3 separate regions of the Mus musculus genome follow, and regions 2 and 3 are each linked to region 1. A link is a contact called in public HiChIP or PLAC-seq data. All regions are on one chromosome and are shown on one strand. The core of a region is the stretch at or near the end of the contact, and the rest is flanking DNA. Distances in the headings are between cores, read along the strand shown. Region 1 overlaps Best3 (bestrophin 3). Region 2 overlaps Ptprr (protein tyrosine phosphatase, receptor type, R). Region 3 overlaps Ptprr (protein tyrosine phosphatase, receptor type, R).

Region 1 (4,592 bases), core at 696-3,195:
GCGGAGAATCAAATCCAGGCCAAACCAAACTCAAAAGGTTAGCAAGTGCTTTGAATCGCTGAGCCATCTTTCCACCCTCTTATTTGTAAACTAGTTAATTAATTAACTCTAAGACAGGCTCTCATACGACCAAAGTGGGCCTCAAACTCACTATGTAGTTGAGGATAGCCTTGAACTCCTGTTCCAATAGTCTCTACTTGCCACCCCGCCCAGTGTTGCCATTAGAGCTCCATGTTTGGCGCTCTTCAGTGGAAGGGGGAAGGGTGTGTGTGTGTGTGTGTGTGTGTGTGTGTGTGTGTGTATATGTGTGTGTGTGTGTGTGTGTGTATGTGTATGTGTGTGTGTGTGTTAGATCCACAGTTTTGTGCATGCTGGCCAGGCTCTCTACCAACCAACTACATTCCCTCCCCAGTGAAGTTCTATCGAATGAGCAAGTGCCTGGTAGCTTTTGCCAGCTTCACTGTTTACTCTCTCAAGAGTAGGTTGGTAATTTTCTATTTCCATCTTTCCGATTCTGGTGAGTTTCTTTGCAGAGAATTACTATTTTGTAATTTTCTGATGAGTTTCATGGCAGAGACCTGTTTTGTTCCCTGAGACTCGTGAAGTCTTGGGTGAAGATTTGGATTCAGCTCGCTTCTAAAATATAAAAACTTGATTAAGGTCATGCCCGGAGTTAGCCAAGATCCATGATTATGGACTTAGCTTAGGACGAGTGACATTTTCCAGGGCAGGTGATTGGAATGACTAGAACTTTCCAGAGCAACTTCAGAGTCCACAGGCAAAGTAGCAGAGCCTCTGTTGCAGTCTTCCTGATAAATAACTGCGCCCTCCCCCCTCCCCCCACTTCAGGGGCTTTGTAACACAACTGACTGACTTCTAGTTCAATTCTAGCGTAAGCAGAAATACAAGCTTTTTATTATTAATTTGAGAACTTTAACCTGTGATAACAAATCAGATATATCTTCCTGGTACCATGCGGTGGGGTCTTTCTACTCCTCAGAATAATAAAAACTCTACTGTTTCATTTAAAAATAAAGGAATTCAGAGAGTGGCAGGGAAGGGCCTGGCCTGTCAGGCTCAGCTGGACATTCAGAGGAGGTAGCTGGCCTCCATTCTCCCATCCTCCCGTATTCCCTTGTGCCCCTGGTCTCCATTCTCCTACCCTTCCCTGTTCCCCGTGCCCCTGAGGGAGGCTGTGCAAGCCAGAGCCCTCCAGGAAGCAGTGGGAAGCAGAGCTTTTGAGGAAGCCATCTTAACTCTCAGTATCTCTCTGCCTTTGATTCAGGCAGGGACCACTTACCACTGCCCCTAGGATCTTGTGAGATACAGACATCTGTCATCGCTGGATTTAACATTAACTGAGGTGCACTGTAGTTTGAAATACATACTTTTTTCTTACAGGTGATTTTAAGTAGGGTAGTAGGTAGATAAGGTGTGTGTTTGTGTATGTGTGTGTGTGTATATGTGACTATGTGTGTATTTGTGTATGTGTGTTTACATTTATGTGTGTATATATGTGTGTGTTTAGGTGTATGTGTATATGTATATATATGTGTGTATTTATATGTGTGTATGGGTGTTTATATGTGTTTGTATTTGTGTATATGGGTATGCATGTTTGTGTGTGTATGTGTGTGTATGTATGTATATATGTATGTATGGGGGGGTGGGATGTATGTGTGTGGCTGTGGTTCTATCATCGGCATTACCCACTTATTTTGCCCCCAGAGTGCAGGATAGTGGCATAAGTTACCACTGCTTTGTCCCCTTAGGCAGGAGTAGGTGCCCTGACTGTGGACTCAGGACATCTGCCAAATATTTTCCACTATCTCCAACTTCCTATTCTTCCCAGAATCCTTGGCGCAGGCAGGCAAAGGACAGTCAGGGAGTGGCAGAGGCATGTGTCCAGTTGGGACACCTTGGGAACAGAGCCTTGGTGACACTCTGAGTCAGCTCTGTCCATGGGGGAAGGAGCCAGACGCTGCATGAGTCAGCGCTGCTGTGGACGGAGGGTGCTGGCTGAGGCAGCAGGAAGTGCTGGCCTCTGGGTCTGTTCCTGCAGTTCAGGAGCTTGGAACCTTTGCTCTCCCAACCAGCACAGGGGCTCTACGCCTTACACAAGCCGCGCTCACACTTTACACTCCTGAGACGAGCAGCATCCTCTGCCCCTTTTATAAAGGCACCCCCGCCCCCTTCATTTCTGTTTTGCCCTTTGAGGCATCATCTTGCTATGTACTCCTGTCTGGCCAGGTACTCACTCTGTAGCTCATGCTGGCCTTGAACTTGGGACAACCCTTTTGCTGCAGCCCCCACTATCTGCCATTGTCCCAGGATCAATGGGGCCCTTTTATGGTTGGTATGAGTCACAGGTTCATGAGCTCTAAGAAAGATTTGGCTCCATCTAATCTCTTGTTTTTTTTTTTTTTTTGTTTTTTTTGTTTTTTGTTTTTTTTTGTCTCCTTCATCCAGTCCTAAGAAACTAAGACTTTTAAACCAAGAACTATGCTAGCTATGTATAAACAAGTTACTCAGACTCACTGCCCGAGGGCATGCCCTAGAATTCCTCAGTCCCCAGGAAGGCTATGGTCTAAATCTACGTCTTCTTTGTGGGTATTTGTTAGTGGTGATGGCTCTTATCCTCTCCCTCTTCCTTTTTTGCCAGGAATCAGAAAGAGTTCTGTTGTTGTTTGCTTTTGAAGCGTCCCCTTAAAGACTAAGTGCTTGTCAACCTCTGTGCAGGAAAGTGACATGGAGTCAAGAATGAGGATGTACATTTTTGATCCCATGAGAGACAAGTCTGGGCTAGGTGACAAGATTGTCTTAAAATACAGAGACAGAGGGAGAGACATGGCAGCGTGTCTAACTGAGGGGTCTAAGCATGACATCTAAAGGTTCAAGTTGGTTATGGTCAGTAAGTTCAAAGTGGGGCCCAGGGCAATGCACTTTAGATGCACAAGAGGTCAGTCAGTGGTAGGGTAAGAAACTGAAGCTGCCCAGGAGCGGTTCAGGCTAGTTATTCTGAAGTTATCCTACATATACACTGGGGGGACAGCAGGCGGTTACTTCGGTTTTGGATCCTGGCATTTCACACAATACCCCTGTGTGTTTGCCAGGCTACTCAACCTTCTGCCTGGATCCTCCACTAGTTCCTTGCACCCCACAACTTTCTTACGGTTTGATTTAGGACCCAGGGACAAGGAACTGAGGTGCATAGTTTACATATCAAATCAGATCTGGCCTCCAGATTCTCCCAGCATCCCTCAGTCCCTACCTGACAAACCCTGCCCCCAGTTCTGAACTTTCCAGCCTAGGGGCTGGGCTGCCCTTCCTTTAGAGGTTCTTCATGATATAATCCAGGCATTTTCCACGCCCCCTCTCTCTCCCCCCTTCTCTCTCTCTCTGTCTTCTCTCCCTGTACACACCCTTTCTCTCTTTCTCTCCCCCACCCCCTCTCCATGGTAACTTCCTTGATCTCAGTCTAGGGGGCCAGTGAACTTTCCTTAGAGCAACTTCCCAACAAACCTGCCGTAATATACTCTAATCTGCCTTGAATCGGCTCATTTCACTGGTGGAGAAATGGCCTATCACGTACATATACCCTTGCTTTCTTTCCCTGCCCCGACTTTCTGAATCTTGTGGTGAAAATAGATCTGGAATATCTGGGCTGTCATGGGCACGAGGATTCCTCAGAAGTGACCAAAATCTTGTACTAGCCGGTCTGGATGGCTCCTTTAATGTAGCAAGAAAGTACACAGTCCTTTCCAGGTGCTAGGAATATCAACTTACTTAGTTCTCACACTGAACCTACAAGATGTACAACCTATTTGCGCTAGCATAAGCCCATTTTATAGATGTGAAGATAGAGGCACAGGAAGGCTAAGTACCTAAGCACTGTCATGTGACTAGTGAGCGGTGGAGTCAGAATTCCAACCCTTGTGCTATGTGCTCTTAGATATTATCTGTGCTACCCATCAAATAAAAAAATAATAAAAACATAAAATAAAAAAACCTCAAAACAAGGAGAAAGACATCAAAGTAAAAACAAAAACAAACCCAAACAAACAAAACCCTCCAGTTTTCTTCTTGGAGGAAAATGGACACTGGAGAGTACACTTTCGTTTTCTTACTTTGCAGCCTAAATGAAGGCAGAATCGAGCACCCGGATCATCACTGTGGGCCAGGAATGACCTCACTCCGCCCTTGCTGGCTGAACAGCTTCTTCACTAAACATTTACATACCAGAGAGCACCATACCTCACACGTGACTCGTTTTCAGCATGCTAGGCCCAGGAACGACCCAGGAACCTACATAGAATAGCTACATCTACCGTCTCATGAAACACAAGAGAGACAACAGGTCCACCCTGAGAGAGCCTTTCACTACCACATCCGGGGAGGAGGGTTTCACCCAATTTACCTGGACGAAAACCGACAGCAAACCAGCCTTCAACTTTGCTTCAAGACACATTTTATTATAGCGTTTCTGAGCCTGAATATTAATTCTCTTCCTTCCGCTCTGCAGCTATGTGACTCAGGACGGCTTGCAATCTCTAAAATCCACCTTCTACTGTTTTCAGGACATCCTGAGACCT
Region 2 (4,592 bases), core at 1,035-3,534, 800 kb after region 1:
ACACACAGAGCAAGTTTCTTCTTTTGTGAGGATCAATGGAGATAAGGCACACGAAGAGCCTGAGTCTTCCTGGGGTCTTTCATTCTACGTGTATTTGCCTGTTCTGTGTTGTGTTAGGATCCTTTATGCTGTCACGGGGAGCAAATGAGTCAGGCTGATAGATTGTGTTCAACAGTGCATAGTTCGGGTAGAACAAACGGTGTTTATTCTAAGGAGACCATGCAGAACACAGCCAGTGGCCTGGAAAGATCAAAGAAACCTGCAGTATGAACTTAACTGTGCTAGAACTGGCGGGGCAACCCTTGGAAAACACAGTGATGCTGCAGTTGTCCCCTTCAGGTCACCTCTGCTTCACCAATGCTCTCATCTTCTTCCTCGACCCAGGAACGCTGCCTGTTAAATGCATCTGGTGGCCACTTTCTGGGAGAATCACCCTCAGGTGACAGGAGCTGAGTAGGACGTTATATCTGCAGGCATCCTGCAGTGGTATGAGGGAATGGGTATCAAGCTCATATCGCTGAAGGTGAGAACCGTCCATGAGCAACCATGGATGATCCAGGGCTCCCTGTGTGGTCAGAGTGAGCGTATGAGCCAACCCCCCTTTGCTTGTCCTCGTGCCTGAGCTGCTTCTCTGCTTCCCTGCTAGGCTTCTCCTTAGAGCATCCTGTGCACAAACCACCTGGACAACGATCTGCGTCTCAAGCTAAGCCTTCACGAAGCCCTACCTCTGACCTCAGAGCAGATTTGAGATTTCACTGCCATTGGATAGAGAGTGCAAGAGTTGACTCTCTGCTCTCACGGCAGGGGGCTGATTTAAAGAATGCAGGCTTTCAATTCTAGAGTTCTTAATACAGTTTATGCCCTGGCATTCGCTCAGTCATGATCTTTATTCATATCTCCTGGAGGGAGATCAACAGGAGAAGGATTAAAAGTTTTTAAAAATTTGTTACCTATCAAAATGTATCCACCAGAGGGAGGAGGGGACAGAAGCCAGGGCTTTTGACTGTCCCAGGGGAAAAATTATAATAAAATGAAGGAGTTGGGCTTGAGTTTAGGAGAAGATCATGGATGGATCATTTTATTGCCATTTTTTCATTGCTTTTGTTACTGTGGAAATTTTTATGGCTCTGGCAGTACAATAAAGCCAGGAGCAAATAGAATTGGAGAGAAAAAGAGAACTAGGTTGTCTAGGATCTTCCAGGCAAAGATGTCTTGTCTTCTAGGTGACTGGGGGACTTTTCCATAGTAGGCTATGTTTTAGGAAGATAAGCCTGGAGAGAATACAATATGATTTAAAAGAGGGAAAAATTAGATTTAGACACAGAAAAAATAGATTTAGACATTGTATTTAAATACAACGCGCAGGTGATATATAATGTAGATGAATTCTTATGGCATTTTTATAATCAGAAAATTCAGTTAAAAGATGAAGTAATGCAAGCCAGGCCCAGGGTAAGGAGTCTATGAAGGAGGAGAAAGTAGAGAAGGAAGAATCAATATGATTTAGGGGTAATTGGGAATAGAGATAAAACAACTATGTCTAAAATTTTATGGATTTTCAATCTTCATAATTTTCAGTGTATACTTTCATACTTATCTAAGTATGTACATCTAGTCTCTGTATCTTATTTTACTTACATTTTAACAAAATTATACTACTGATACCAAGGATGAGAGATTTATTTGGCATGACCCAAGAGTCTTTTGAGACAGCTGATTCATAAGGCAGCCTTTATGATCTCATGGCTTTATAGCCAGGCTTTCTTGTAATAAAGAGGGTATTACTTTACGTCAGGACCAAGCCCTGGAAAGGAAATCACGAGGCTTTCTAAAAGGCAATTTTAAGATACATAAGCACAAGACATTAAGGCTTAAAGATGAAATGCCAGAAAACTCTTGTGACTGGGTGGCATGCTGTTCAGGAGCCATATTTTATCGCTCTTAAAGAGTCCCACTGCGCCATGTTGGCAGAGACAGACGGAAGCAGAAAGATGGAAGGGGAAGCAGAAGAGAAACAAAATTCATTCATTCCGGGGAGTTCCTGCTCTCCAGAGATTACACTCTCTTTATAAGAGATAAAGCGATCATTAAACAATATGTGTGTCCTCCAGAAGTGCAAAGTCTATTGGCTCTGGCAGGTCAGTTAATGGAGAGTGACAAGACACACAAGAGTTCTTTAGGCAACCTACACACATCAACTTTTGGACCAGTGCAGAAGGGAGCAGAAGAGAAGTTCCTGGTTCCCGGTTAGTGCCGGGTTCCATGGGCGAGGCACGGAGTCATAGTGAGGAATGACCGTGAGTCACTCCAGAGGATGTGGTCGTGAACTCTCTCCCCACTTTTCCAAGCCCCGCCCCTCACCTTTGGACCGGTCCTGTTTTCAAGCTGTCAAGCTGTTTGGTGTTTTACTGCTTAAGGAAGAAATGTGAAAGCAGAAGGCAGAGAAACATGGGCTCTGTCTTTGAGTTTCAAAGGTCAAATCCTTAGTGGAAAAACACATCTGAATGTGTGGGGGCCAGAGGAAGGGAAGACAAAACCAACACCAGTGGAGATTTTTACTCACGAAGCCAGAGAAAGAATCCACGGACACAGGGGAGGAAGAAGTGTTAGCTGGAATGACTTGAGAGCAGCACACGCATGGGCAAAACACTGTCTTTCATGGCTGAGACCTGGGGAAGTGGGACCTTGACTCTTGGTAGAACCATGAGAAAAAGTGACTGGGAGAAGGTGCTGTAGGAAAGGAGTCTTGGGATAAAGTTTCCTAGATTTTCACTCGAGGTATAGTAGTCACTAGTGAGAATATGATGGTACCTCAGAATGTGTTGGATACAGCCTAGAAAGGGGAAGAGAGGGAATGAAAGGAAGTCATCACTAGAGACAGAGGAACTTGCATGAATAGAAAAGAGGAACAAGTAGTAACAGCCATGGGTAACTTTATAAGGGTACAGGATGTAATGGACATTTTACCAAGTGACAGTTTGGATGGATAGTATCATGGCAGATGGGCCTCTTACATTGTATACTGGGAAGATCCTTTAAAAATCTAGATGAAATCCCAAGCAACGGTGGCCAAGGTAGAGTCAATCAGAAAGGGGAAGAGATCAAGTTTCTGCCATTTAGGTGGGAAGGGCCTTAGAACAAAAGTTCAGTGAGAGCAACAGAGAAATAAAACTATTTCCCATTTCCTTGATTTGTAGACACAGATTCACTGTTACTGCGATCGATGGTGGGTGGTACTTTTGAATAGCAAATAGGGATAGGGAAAGAGGGAGCCTAGGCAAGTACTATTTCATGGAAGAGTTTGGAACTGGGCCTGGAAAAACACCACAGCAGCTGGATGGATGTGCATGGGTACTTAGCAGGAAATAAGGTTGGACAGAGGCTGGCAAAATTTAGGCCAGAGAGTGTGTCATATTCCATGTAGAGGAATTATCAATTTCTTCCAGAAAAGAAATGTGAAGATACTGAGGCATTTGAAAAGAATAGGCATTCAAATGTATTTTTAGACTACTGTTGCTTGAGATGTCTGTGGATGGATTGGAGGAGAACCGAGCAGGAGGTGGGAGGGTCAGTGTGACTCTGGTGAAGAGGACTGTGAAACCCCAAATCCTCAGTGGTGATGTGATTAGAAAGAAGATGCTCCCAAGAGAAAGGGGACAGATCTTCCCATGTTTACATATACTGTGAGAGGGGAAGGAAGGAGGTTGAGGATGTTTTTCAGGTTCCTAGGATTCAGGATTCACAAAGAGAAATGCCTTGATGGAGGTTTTGAGTTCTGTTGCTAAGCATCTTCTTTTGCATTTAAGCAATACCCCAGGAGAAGTGCATGGGTCAGAATCTCTATAAGCATCGGCACGAGGAATGGTTGAGGTTAGAGTAGACAGGAGGCAGAGGGGTAGAGAATGAGACCCTGAAGAGTCTTGCGTAAAGTGGTCACTCAAGAGTTAGTACAAATAATGGCTAGTAGACGAGAGGAGAGATGTTAAGAGATGGGCAGCCTGCCTTTCATGCTAGACAGGAAGAAACTGGAAGCATGTGCTTTGCACTGGGAAGTTAGACCATCGAGCATCAACTAATCAGAAGAACGTGAGAGACGAAGAGGACAGAATGTGTGACCTAAGGGAATGGAAGTTCTTTGATATAAAAGAAAACTAACTTTTAGGGTGGACAGAGAGCAAATACACGATGAAGTATGCTCCTAGGTTAGGAGGGGCAGGGAGACTTGTGGAGAGAACAGATTCCTCCTGCATTGAGAGGGCAAGCCATTGGGAGTGGGGGATTCAGGAATGGTTGTAATTACAGATCAGGGGATATGGGAGCAGTTTACTATGAATAAGGCTCTAGCCTTTCTTGTTCTAATAGTATTTCCATGTAGACCTCAAATATGTGTAAGATACCACTTGATTTTTCTCTCTTCTCAAATGTGTCCTCCAGTTAAATGAATACATGTATCTTTAACCTCATGTTCTCTGAAATCTCAACATGCTAAGGAGGTAGCCCACAAGGACAGGATGCTACAGCTCTTCTTCTGGATGATGTTACACTGCGTAGAATTAGTAGTGCATGGTATTAATTAAAATTAGCCTGTTTAA
Region 3 (4,592 bases), core at 638-3,137, 730 kb after region 1:
TGGAGTGGAGCACTGTTCCTTATAGAGTCCACTGTAGAACTGAAGAATTCTCCTTAGGTACAAACTCAAGGTTTATGAAGTACCATAGGTTAAGTTATAATTTGTGTCTACTATTAAGTAGGTATAAATACAAGAAAAATCAAGTCATCTAAGGCCCACAGGTAGGGAGAGGGGGAGGATCAAGGCCAGCAATAACACAGATGACTATCTCAAAAGACAAGAAGAAAAGTAAACGGAAAACGGTAAGAACTTCTTACTTCTGCCAGTGGTTGTGTGTTTGAAAAGGTCTGGAAAGCCACGTGTGTCAAGTTCATTACCCATGGGGACCAAAGTATGTTAAGAGGCCAAGACAAAGCAAGAGCAAACTCAGCACACACTGTGGTCAAGATAAATCCTGTCTCCATGACTTACTATCTTATTACATCATCTTTTTGAGCTCAGTCTTTTCATATGCAAAACCACAGAGGCTACACAACAGTTGGACCTACCCGACTTAGCCCTGCTGTGAGGAGCAAGAGAGATAATCCATTTAAAATGCTTAGGGTAAAGCTAAGATAAGTGCCTGTGAATACCACCTTATGAATAGTATCCTTGAAGAATAAGCACAAGCTTGGCCAAGAACAAGTTGGTCCAGGTTGGTCAAGTCTGGATGGAAATGATACAGATATATGTCTACATAAAGAGACAGAGCTATAGAGGAGGCACCTGGTACAACAGGAAGCAGTAGGCTTGGAGCCTGGCAGATTTCAGGCATAAGTTCTTCCTTTTAGACCTACTAGCTTCGTGACTCAATCAATTGATGTTTCTATTGTTGTCATTTTGAGACAGAGTCTTGTTAAATAGCCCAGGCTTGGCTTGAACTCCTGCAATCCTCCTGCCTCAACCTCCCAAGTACTGAGATCACAGGAAAGCTCTGACTTATCTCCTCCCCCACAACCTGGCTTTTCTCACTTATGAAGTAATATGAATGACAGATGTCATCTCATTATGAGCATTAAATGTGTCTGAGTACCTGGTTGTCTAGCTGCAGGACAGTCACAGAAACCCCAGGAGTCCCTAGCTCCCAGTGTTATCAGGGAGGAGGAGGAGCCAGGGATCAAGAGAACCTGTCAGTATTGTAACCTGTCACTAATGTGACTGCGTGCTGGGTGGCTTTTCTCATCCGTGACCGGTGGAAGATTTTTGTCTGAGAGAAATTTTCCACTGCTCACACCCACAAATGCTCTGGAAAAGCAAAGTATTGGCTGGGCAAATGAATGTGTTACCTAATAAGGCTTCAGGGTTTGCAGGGATTAATAGATAACTCACAAATGCTAATCACAGTGGCTGCTGGTGCTGAAGTACAAAATAACTGCTGCCTAACTTTGTTCTTCCAATCACTATCCACTTAACACTATACCTGGGACTGCCATGGTTCACTCCCAAGCCCTGGTGAGGTTCTGGCTATGCCCGCTTGGAAAACCAGGGTACAGATACTAGATTATTTGTTTATCCTGTCTGTGTCATATGCTCTGGAAACAAAGTAGCCACATTCATTGTCGAGGTGCTGTGGGGTGGCCATAGAATAGGAAGACAATTAACCAGCCCAGAAGGATGCAGATATGCTATCCCTCTAGACATGCCTTCAAGAATCTCACTGGCTCTGTCAGACCCAGAAATCAGCTGGGGAAGCACGTTACTGTGTCAGCTGGGGGTGGACTCAAGCTAAAAGAGGGGGAACGTAGGACTCCCTTGCCCACGCTTTGCAAGTGAGACAGTATTTTGGGGGGAAAAAAAAGCAAGACAAAAACTCTCCAAGCCTCAGAGATACCCAGGGGAGAGCTTTGTGACCTTTTGTGACCACACACACACACACACACACAGAGCCTTTCCTGCTGCACCGCCCAGCCAGTATCCGGTCTAATCAGTAGACAGAGGGAATTCTGCAGGGGTGACTCACTTCTGGGCTAACAATGGAACGCTCAATCCTTTTTTTTTTTTTAATTATTATTATTTTCAAATCTGGAATTCTTTTGGTAAAGTTTGGTACAGTAAATTTAGAACAAAAGGTGTAGAAAATAACGAGCCTCCTGGGTAAAGCTCCGATAGCTTTGGCGTGAGTCAAGAGAGGCCGAGTCTGCTGGCCCGGTGCAACGCCAGCTGTGGGGTGTGCCAGCCACTGCACCTAGAGTCTTTCCAGCAGATGTCATGTCAAGAAAGGAGACTCTGGATGGGTGTGGTGGCATGAGTCTGTAAAACCCAGTACATGGGAGGTGGGGGGCCAGATGATCGGGAACCTGAGGCCAGACTGGGCCACATGAGACCCTGTTTCAAACAAAACAAAACAAAGCCTGGTGTGGTGGGAACGCCTTTAATCCCAACACTGGGGATGAAGAGGCAGGTAGATCTCTGAGATCGAAGCCAGCTTGGTCTACAGAGGACGGTCCAGGAAAGACAGAGCTACATGGTAGAGAGACCCTGTCTCAAAAGCAAAACAGAACAAAAGAAAATCAAAAGCAAGGGACACCTAAAACATTAAGCATCCCTGAATTTGATCAGGTATTTTGTGGTGTTGTGGTGTGTGTTCACGTGCACACATGCACACATATACATGGAAGCCAGAGAACAACCTCAAATGACATTCTTTAGACACTAGCCACTTGTTGTTGTTTTTAACCAGGGCCTCTCATTGGCCTTTACTTTCAAGATAGGATAGGCTGACTGACCAGTGAGCTGCAGAAATCTACGTGTCTCCAACTTTTTTTTTTTTTTTTTTTTGCTGTTGTTGTTGTTTTTTTTTGTTTTGTTTTGTTTTGTTTTTTTTTTCGAGACAGGGTTTCTTTGTATAGCCCTGGCTGTCCTGGAACTCACTTTGTAGACCAGGCTGGCCTTGAACTCAGAAATCCGCCTGCCTCTGCCTCCTGAGTACTGGGATTAAAGGTGTGTGCCACCACGCCCGGCTATGTCTCCAACTTTCTAGTACTGGGATTGCAAACTCATATTATCACATGCAACTTTTTCTAAACACAGGTTCTGATTATTGAACTCTGACCCTCAGGTTTACAAAACAACATCAAGTCAGATCAAATCAAAATAAAATAAGAGATGCCTTACCAACTGAGCCCAGCCCCTCAGACCAGGTTTTTTGAATGTAGATACTTTCTCTGAAATAGCAGGCTATATGCCTGAAGTATTTGCTGGGAATAAAAGCCAGCACAGAGCAAGTAATAGTTCAACTACAGCTCTAATATTTTTATATGGGTTTCACATATACCAGGTTGGATTTGAACTCTCTATGTAGCTGAAAATGACCCTGAACTTCTAATCTCCTGGACTCTAAAGTGCTGAGATTATAAACATGAACTCTATTCCTGGGTTATGTAGTGCTGGGGATTGAACTGGGGGCGGGGGGACGGGGCAAGCTCTCTTCCAGTTAGCCTGCATCCTCAGAACTAGCTCGAGCATCGTTTTTAAGATTTTTTTTTTCTCCCTGAAAGTTATCCCTCCCACCACTGAGTAAGTAGGCTAAAGTCCAATTATCTCTTAGCCGGAATGAAGAAATAGGTTGCCCTGGCAATCCTTGGAAGATTCCATTGTGAAACCTGTTTTACAAAGAGGGCCTCTTATTAGGCTCTCAAAACCCAGGATGTCAGGAAAACACACACCAGCTTCCAGGATTTCATCTCTAGATGTTCTGGGAATAAAGTAACCCAAAATTCAGAATTCTTGATCCCCCCCCCCCCAATAAGGTCTTTGAAATTCACTTACTAGGTGTAGAATTGTGGTTAGGTGGGGATATAGAAATGCAATAGGTATCAGGCTATGCTTGATAACATTACAATAAGGAATAGTAACTTTAGACCTGGAATTATTTTGGCTAGATTTTGGAGTCAGGGGCTATTTGAGGACACACATTGGAACAGGACATTGATGGCATGTATATTCTTTCTTTAAGATGGGCTGGTTAAAAGAAAAGCAGCTTATCGAACCGAGGTGAGCGATGAAGACATCCAAACAATGCCATGCTGTACACCGGGAGCACTTTCTATTTGCCTGGGAAACTACGAGCGGAGCCCCTGGATGCCATTCCACTCGAAGGCCCCCAAGGTAAGAGCACCCTGAGTCAGCTGCGGACTTCAGCAACTCTCAAAAACTGAGCGTTAGACAGATTGCTTCCTGTTCCGGTCACGGGGATCAAGGAATGTGATAAAAAGCCCTAGATCCAGAAGTTTCACTTCCCAGATTCTGTTTTCAAATCCTCCCACTTATCAGAGGTTCTGGGGGCGATGGGGGAGAGGGAGGTGTACAATGGGGAAAATGCCTGCAATCAATCTGCACTAGCACATAGTCCTTCCCGCCCTGCTGCCTGTCTCATAGGCTGCTTTTTAGCATTCTCTTGGGATGTCTACGGGGTGTGTTCTTTGGCGCATTTTACTGTAGATCATTATCATTTAGGATTATCACTGTGTGTGTGTATATGATGCCTGTATGTGTCTGAGTGTTGGTCTTTGCCTTTCCATCTCATCAGTCAGGATGTCTTTATTGTTTATCTTTGCATATGCAAGCCTTGCTGCCCCATTAGCTTCCTGCATTCTCCTGTCTGCACCCCGCAC

What was found. HiChIP or PLAC-seq counts read pairs in DNA pulled down with a chosen protein or histone mark.
Region 2: a contact with region 1 is called in an HNF4G HiChIP or PLAC-seq map of pancreatic cancer cells. The contact joins two enhancer-like sites. A contact is called at or near these places in 2 of 39 promoter capture datasets (hippocampal neurons and pre-B cells), 1 of 15 datasets of contacts at CTCF or cohesin (large pre-B cells), 1 of 115 datasets of contacts at active chromatin or transcription factors (pancreatic cancer cells) and 1 of 9 other capture datasets (embryonic stem cells).
Region 3: a contact with region 1 is called in an H3K27ac HiChIP or PLAC-seq map of extraembryonic endoderm stem cells. The contact joins two enhancer-like sites. A contact is called at or near these places in 2 of 39 promoter capture datasets (the C10 cell line and pre-B cells) and 4 of 115 datasets of contacts at active chromatin or transcription factors (the NIH/3T3 cell line, extraembryonic endoderm stem cells, pancreatic cancer cells and 1 more).

Annotation. Positions count from the first base shown.
Region 1 is chr10:116,993,769-116,998,360 of GRCm38.p6, reverse strand. The region is part of intron 4 of Best3 (bestrophin 3); the gene reads right to left. Among named protein-coding and RNA genes, the nearest start is that of Gm46182, 9.3 kb to the right of the region's middle. Within about 2 kb of position 1,945, at least 137 of the 459 cell types and tissues checked have an H3K27ac peak or open chromatin away from gene starts, as enhancers often do. A contact at or near this core is called in the NIH/3T3 cell line, extraembryonic endoderm stem cells, pancreatic cancer cells and 1 more, where this site is marked.
Region 2 is chr10:116,190,218-116,194,809 of GRCm38.p6, reverse strand. The region is part of intron 6 of Ptprr (protein tyrosine phosphatase, receptor type, R); the gene reads right to left. Among named protein-coding and RNA genes, the nearest start is that of Taf7l2, 79 kb to the right of the region's middle. Within about 2 kb of position 2,284, at least 64 of the 459 cell types and tissues checked have an H3K27ac peak or open chromatin away from gene starts, as enhancers often do. A contact at or near this core is called in pancreatic cancer cells, where this site is marked.
Region 3 is chr10:116,264,321-116,268,912 of GRCm38.p6, reverse strand. All of the region lies in intron 13 of Ptprr (protein tyrosine phosphatase, receptor type, R), which reads right to left. Among named protein-coding and RNA genes, the nearest start is that of Ptprb, 35 kb to the left of the region's middle. Within about 2 kb of position 1,887, at least 88 of the 459 cell types and tissues checked have an H3K27ac peak or open chromatin away from gene starts, as enhancers often do. A contact at or near this core is called in the NIH/3T3 cell line, extraembryonic endoderm stem cells, pancreatic cancer cells and 1 more, where this site is marked.